Linked DNA regions of Macaca mulatta: region 2 is linked to region 1. The links are chromatin contacts, called in public Hi-C maps. All regions are on one chromosome and are shown on one strand. Each heading gives the region's core, a stretch centred on a gene start, on an enhancer-like site or on the middle of the called end of the contact. The rest is flanking DNA. Distances are from core to core; before and after follow the strand shown. Region 1 holds the start of PFN2 (profilin 2). Region 2 holds the start of TSC22D2 (TSC22 domain family member 2).

Evidence for each region. A called contact is a pair of places that touch in the nucleus more often than the background predicts.
Region 2: a contact with region 1 is called in a Hi-C map of fetal cortex germinal zone, with 7 times the contacts expected there. The contact joins the promoter of TSC22D2 here to the promoter of PFN2 in region 1. A contact is called at or near these places in 2 of 14 Hi-C or Micro-C datasets (fetal cortex germinal zone and fetal cortical plate).

Annotation. Positions count from the first base shown.
Region 1 is chr2:52,993,153-52,996,062 of T2T-MMU8v2.0, forward strand. PFN2 (profilin 2) reads right to left here and starts at 1,451. Exons shown (of 4, transcript XM_015131794.3): 1 at 999-1,451. The coding sequence starts at 1,130.
Region 2 is chr2:53,433,896-53,436,805 of T2T-MMU8v2.0, forward strand. TSC22D2 (TSC22 domain family member 2) reads left to right here and starts at 1,509. Exons shown (of 4, transcript XR_001443148.3): 1 at 1,509-2,910.

The DNA of each region.
Region 1 (2,910 bases), core at 201-2,700:
GGCAGAAACAGGCAAAACAATAAGCTGGAGGCTTACTTGCAAATATTCCCCAAACATACTGCAACCAACTCAAAACCATCAAGTCTCAAGAAAATCAGGCAATGTGAAGCATAAAACTGCATTAGTTCCTTTACTGCCACCACTAAAGAGGGAGGGACTTGGAGAAGTGAAGTGTGCTCCTGGTCTTCGCAGATAATTGAAAGCCCCCGAAAAGCACCCCTTTTTTCAGCTATGTTGCGTAACTGGGGATAACCGTATATCGATGAATCTCCATATGAGAAGGAGAGAAATCAATGGCAGTTCGCCATCTTGGAGAATTAAAAAAAAAAAAAAAAAAAACAACCTATAGAGCTACAGCTGAAGTCGAGATTCACGAATCCACCTACGCGGTCGGCGCACATCTCTCGCAAGCCCCAGAGGCCTGGACATCGGCAAACCTACGCAAAGTCGCTTCGAGAATCCCGGGGGCCGGGTCGGGGCCACCGCCTCCCACAGCCGGAGGCGCGGGCGGCTAGCTGTCCGCCGAGCAAGAGGCGGCCAAGAAGCCTGGGGACCTCTACCCGGGGCCCGCGCTCCCCGGCCCGGATCCCCGACCCCCGCTTCCACCCCAGGACGTGCATAGCAAACCTCAGGGCTTCAAGAGAACCTAGGGGAACCGCACTAGCAGGAAAAAAGGAAACCCTCCCCTTGCCCTGGCTGGTGCGTGCCCCCTCCCCCAACCCGGGCACCTGGACCCACGCTGGGAACGCCGGGGACGCCCGGCGAGGGCCAGCAAGGAGTCTGGCCGCCGCCCCCGCTTGTCAGCGCAGCCCCGGGTGAGGGGGCGTCTCCGGGCCTCGGCCTCCCAGCCTGCCCGGCAGCCGCATCCTCGGCGCCCGCTGCCTAGCACACCTGCGGGCTCGGCCCTCGGTGTTCCGGCCCCGCGCTGCGGCGCCCCCGCGGCCCGCCAACCCCACTCCGGTGCAGGGACCAGGGTCCCGGCCGCCACTGGTCCTCACCGTAATGCTCTGAAAGACGCCCCCGGCCGTGGCTGCCCAGACGTATTTGGCGTCGCAGTAGCCGACAATGGCGGCCTCCTGGCAGCAGCCATCGCACATCAGGTTATCCACGTAGCTCTGCCAACCGGCCATCTTCGAGCCCTTCGCACTGCAGCGCGGACGGCGAGGAGCAGCAGGCGCGGCGGCGGCGGCGGCGGCGGTAGCGGTAGCGGGCGGCGGCGGCGGCGGCGGCGCGGGGGAAGGCGGGGCGGGGGCGGGGAGGAGGCGGCTCTGCGCAGGCACCGACCGCCCCCCTCCCCGAGGAGCCGCGGAGGGAGGACGCGGGTTCAGCGATGAGGGACGAACCTCAGAGCGCGCCCGGCCACCCGGCCGCCCGCAGCCGCGGGGCTGACTAACCAGCGGCGGGAGGCTGCGGAGCGGCTGTGCCGGTGGTGGTGGCGGCGGCTGCTCCTTACCGCAGCGCCCTTCGTTCTCCGCGGATACGGCGGGGCGTGCGCGCGCGCGTGCGTGCGATCCTTCCGCGGCGCCCTGGCACGGAGGGTCCCGGGAAGGGCGGGGGGAGACTGAGGCGGGGGCGCGGAGGGATACCGCCCCGGGACAATCACGGCCGCCACGTGCGGCAGGCGCCGGCCCGGCGCGGTGGCGTTGCGGCGGATGCCGATCTTCGGATCCCGGGCCGGCGGAGAGGGGTGGCCCCCGCGTCGCTCTCGGCACCCTAGGAACAGCAGCCGCAGGGACGCCTTGGAGCCCCGCGGCCGGGCCGCGATGTGCTTTTCTTCTGTGTCCGCTGCCCGGGATGCGGAATCTTGAGCCTTGGTGTCGGGTTGCAGAGTTGCCCTGGTGACGGGATGCGGAGCGTTTCCTCCTCTTTGTGGTGGGGGCGGCTGGTGGCAGGGTCGCCCACGCTAATCTCCGAGCCCCTAAGGGCGCCCTCTTTCCTGGAGCCCTTTTGCGCCTCGCCCATAAAGGCAGACCCGCGGGCGCGCGCCGGCAACCTGAAATCAGAGCAGGCGTCCGTGGCGCTCAGGCACCTTGCTGAGCTTCGCCGATCTTTCATTGTTGCTTCATTTGGGTACCAAGGGCCTCTCATTCTGTGGATTCTTTGCCTGGAAGAGCCCCCTTAGTGTTGCTAATCACGTGTGTGCTTAAATGGCTCGTAAATTCCGAACAAAACAAATAGCAACCTGTGTTACACTGTTTCTTGGTAACTGGGAAAGTTACTGGTGGCTCGAAGTATACGCAGAAAATACAAAGATTAAAAACTAGGGACGAGTTCACTGAATGAACACCATAACATTTCTGTTCTGCAGGGTAAAATAATTTCGGGACCCAGGTCTGGGCGAGATTTGCATTAACAAGGTAAATGGTGGGTGGAGTGCCTGAGAAGCTATTCGTATCGTCTTTGGTAGCCTCTGGGCACTAGGACTAGACATGGAATTAGGGGTCCCCCAACAAGGACTTCAATTTTAGGTTAATAGAAACCATCTGCCACTTAGGGAAAGCAAGCGCCAAAATGTAGATAAGTTGATGTTCACCCTTAAAGTTACCGGGTAAGGTCATGATTTGTAGGAGGATTAAGGCATGTATCTCTGGAAAGGGCAAGAACGTTGCTTTTAAAAGTCTAATTGGTTCTGAAGTTTGATGTTTTTTCTGCTGATTCCTTTAAAATGTTCGGCTACTAGAGAGAAAAAAGTACAGTAAAAGAACCCCCAAGTCGGAGACCTATCAGACTGAGAATATGTATTTTCTCATGTTCTAAAGATACAGAATACCTGTGTGGTGTAAAATGTGAGCCAAAAATTGTTTCATTTCTCTAAGTGTGCCTCCCACCTAATTTAATTACACTTAATTGTTCTTGTTTATAACTGCCTTTTATGGTGATGTTGATCATTTTAGTCCTTCGATCATAGCA
Region 2 (2,910 bases), core at 259-2,758, 440 kb after region 1:
GATGGAAAACTGCCTCTGACAATTACTGAAATTACAGATTTAGAAAAGAAACATTCCATTAGCTATCGCTGCCACAATAGCATAACGTTACATTTTATTCCATTACTTTCGCCCACCCCCTTAAGAAACAGGGATTTTATGTGGTCTTATTTCACATTCTGACTCTAGTCACTTGGGTTTGGAGGGCATGGTTTCCACTAAGATTAAAAGACCTAGTTGTATAAATTACAACTAAAGACCTAAAAAATTCTCTGCAAATTTAATTCTCAAAACACCTTTTGGGATTAAAAAGTATTTCTATTCTTCAAAGATTAGAGAACCGAGTTCAACGATTTACTGATTTAAGTTATCATAATGTGATTGCTAACGCTGCAGTAGATATGAAATCTCGATTTCCATTAAGACTTAGATTTTACCTAAATGATGACTGCTTTAGTATGTCAAAGTTTAGGAGCCCATCCCCATTTTTTTTTAACTGCTTAAAAGAATGGCCTTACCATTTTCTTTGGCCAGGAACTAGCTACAAGATGATAAATTTGCCAGTACTTTCTTTTCATAGTTATGCTTTGTACTGCAACAGGAAAAGGTGCTTTATCACTCGTTATGGTTGTTTGTGGCCCAATCCAAATCATATAACACCCTGGCTGCTACTAACAGTTTTAGAATAAACAAAAAGAACTATAATGCAGTAGGTTCTACATTTATAAAGCCTATAAGCTGATTCCGTGCCGAAAGTAAAAACAGTGTCAGGAGTTTAAATGAATCCTGGAATCACAGCAAATTCAGGAAATTTAGGAATACGTTGGTAACCCTTAAGCTTTTTAAAAACTGACTTCACCCTGGGCAAGTAACCATCCCCTGATGCCGTTGTTGGAGACAGAATTTCTGGCAGGAAGATAATTTTCTGACTCAATCTGGCTTGCTGTTCTTGTTTAATCATCCCCATTTCTCTGAACATTTTACTCCTCTGACGACAATGGTCAACATTTATTTTCAGAAGTTTTAAAGTGATTTAGTTCTTCCAGCCGCATCTCTCTTTATCCCATCTAAGTTTTCCCCAGCCCCCATTCCTATCGCCCTCGTTTCACTAAGATTTTGCTAAACATTAGACACAAGCACATGACCTCCAGTCTTCCAATGTCTCGGAACAAACCGACGTAAAAACATCTGATTAGTTCCATTGTAAGCTTCCCTAGGCTTGGAATTTAAAAATTGTCTTTAGCTCGTCAATTCTTAAAGAACCTTCAACACAAAATTTAAATTTAAAAAATTTTAAATAAAGAAACCGCTCCCTTTTTTAACCTTTAGCTCCGCCCATTGCCCCCCCCCCAAGTTCCACGCGATACTGCAGGAAACCGGAGGGGGCGGAGCGGTGACGTCACGACGCCGGTGCGTCACGGAACGGCGGCGGCTGCGGCGCTGGCGGTAGCTGCGGCAGCGGCGGCATTTTAGTCGGCAGCGGCGGCGGCAGCGGGGCTGCTGCTTCTCCCAGCATCCCTGGCGCGGCCATTTCAGCCCCATCTTGGCCCAGCGGAGGGAGCTGCAGCCGCCGCTTCAGCAGTGTGAATTTCAGTTTCTCCGGGGTTTAGGAATTGGGCGCACCGAGAAGGAGCCGAAGAAGCCACCACCGCTACCTCACACAGCCGGGGTGCCTCCGCTCCCGTGCCAGCGGTCTGCCGCCGCCGCCGCCCCTCTGTGAGAGAAGCCGCGAGGGGAGGCCGAGACCGCCGTCGCCGCCCGCCCGCAGGGGTGGTTCCCCCTGTAAGGGGAGGACCGAGCCGGCTTTCCCCTCCCCCAGAGCGGGTTTCCGCCAGAGAGAGTCGACATGTCCCTGGGGTTGAGCTCCGGCTAGAGCCGGGGAGGGAGGGCCGCCTGCCCGCGCCGCAGCCCCACCGCCCGCCGGCGGACCTTCAGCCAGCTCCGGCCCGCGGCTCCCGGCTGAATCAGGCATCTCCGACTCCGGACTCGCCACTCCTTCCCTCAGTCGGAGAGCCCAGCGCTGACGCCGGCACCGGCCTGAGGAGCCCGAGCGGGGCAGCACCGCCCCTCACGCCGCCGCCGCCGCCACCGCCACCGCCTCCTCCTCCTCCTCCTCCTCTTCGCCCTCCCACTCCCACCCCCAGCCAAGGCCTGCTGACCGCGCCGAGCGCCGAGCTGGACTGACCACGGCTGCCCGGAGACGGGAGAGGAAGCAGCCGGCCCGCCCCTGGGTTCGCGCTCTCGCCGCCTCTGAGGGAATTGAATTGAGGCGCCGCGGCTGCGGGAGCTGAAAAGGAAGGAGGAGCCGCCGCGGGACTGAGACGGGGGCAGAGCCGAAGAGACAGACACAGAGAAGGAAACGAGGAGGAGGATGTCTCACCGGGCGACCAGCGCCTGGATCAGCTCGTGACTCTTACAGCGGCGGGCCTCGGACCCCAGCGCAGACTCGGACTTTTGTCTTTGGGGGCCCGTGCTCTGCCCTCCCTGGTTTCCGGCAGGACCCGGAGGAGCCGGCGTGCCTCTCTGCCCTCCAGCCTTCTTCACCATGTCCAAGATGCCGGCCAAAAAGAAGAGCTGCTTCCAGATCACCAGTGTCACCACGGCCCAGGTGGCCACTAGCATCACCGAGGACACTGAGAGCTTGGACGACCCGGACGAGTCACGTACAGAGGACGTCTCCTCCGAGATTTTCGACGTCTCTCGGGCCACGGATTATGGCCCTGAGGAGGTCTGCGAGCGCAGCTCTTCCGAAGAGACGCTTAACAATGTTGGGGATGCGGAGACTCCCGGGACCGTCTCCCCAAACCTCCTTCTGGATGGGCAGCTGGCAGCGGCGGCTGCTGCTCCCGCCAACGGAGGAGGAGTCGTTTCGGCCCGGAGCGTGTCTGGGGCGCTCGCCAGTACCCTGGCGGCGGCCGCCACTTCGGCCCC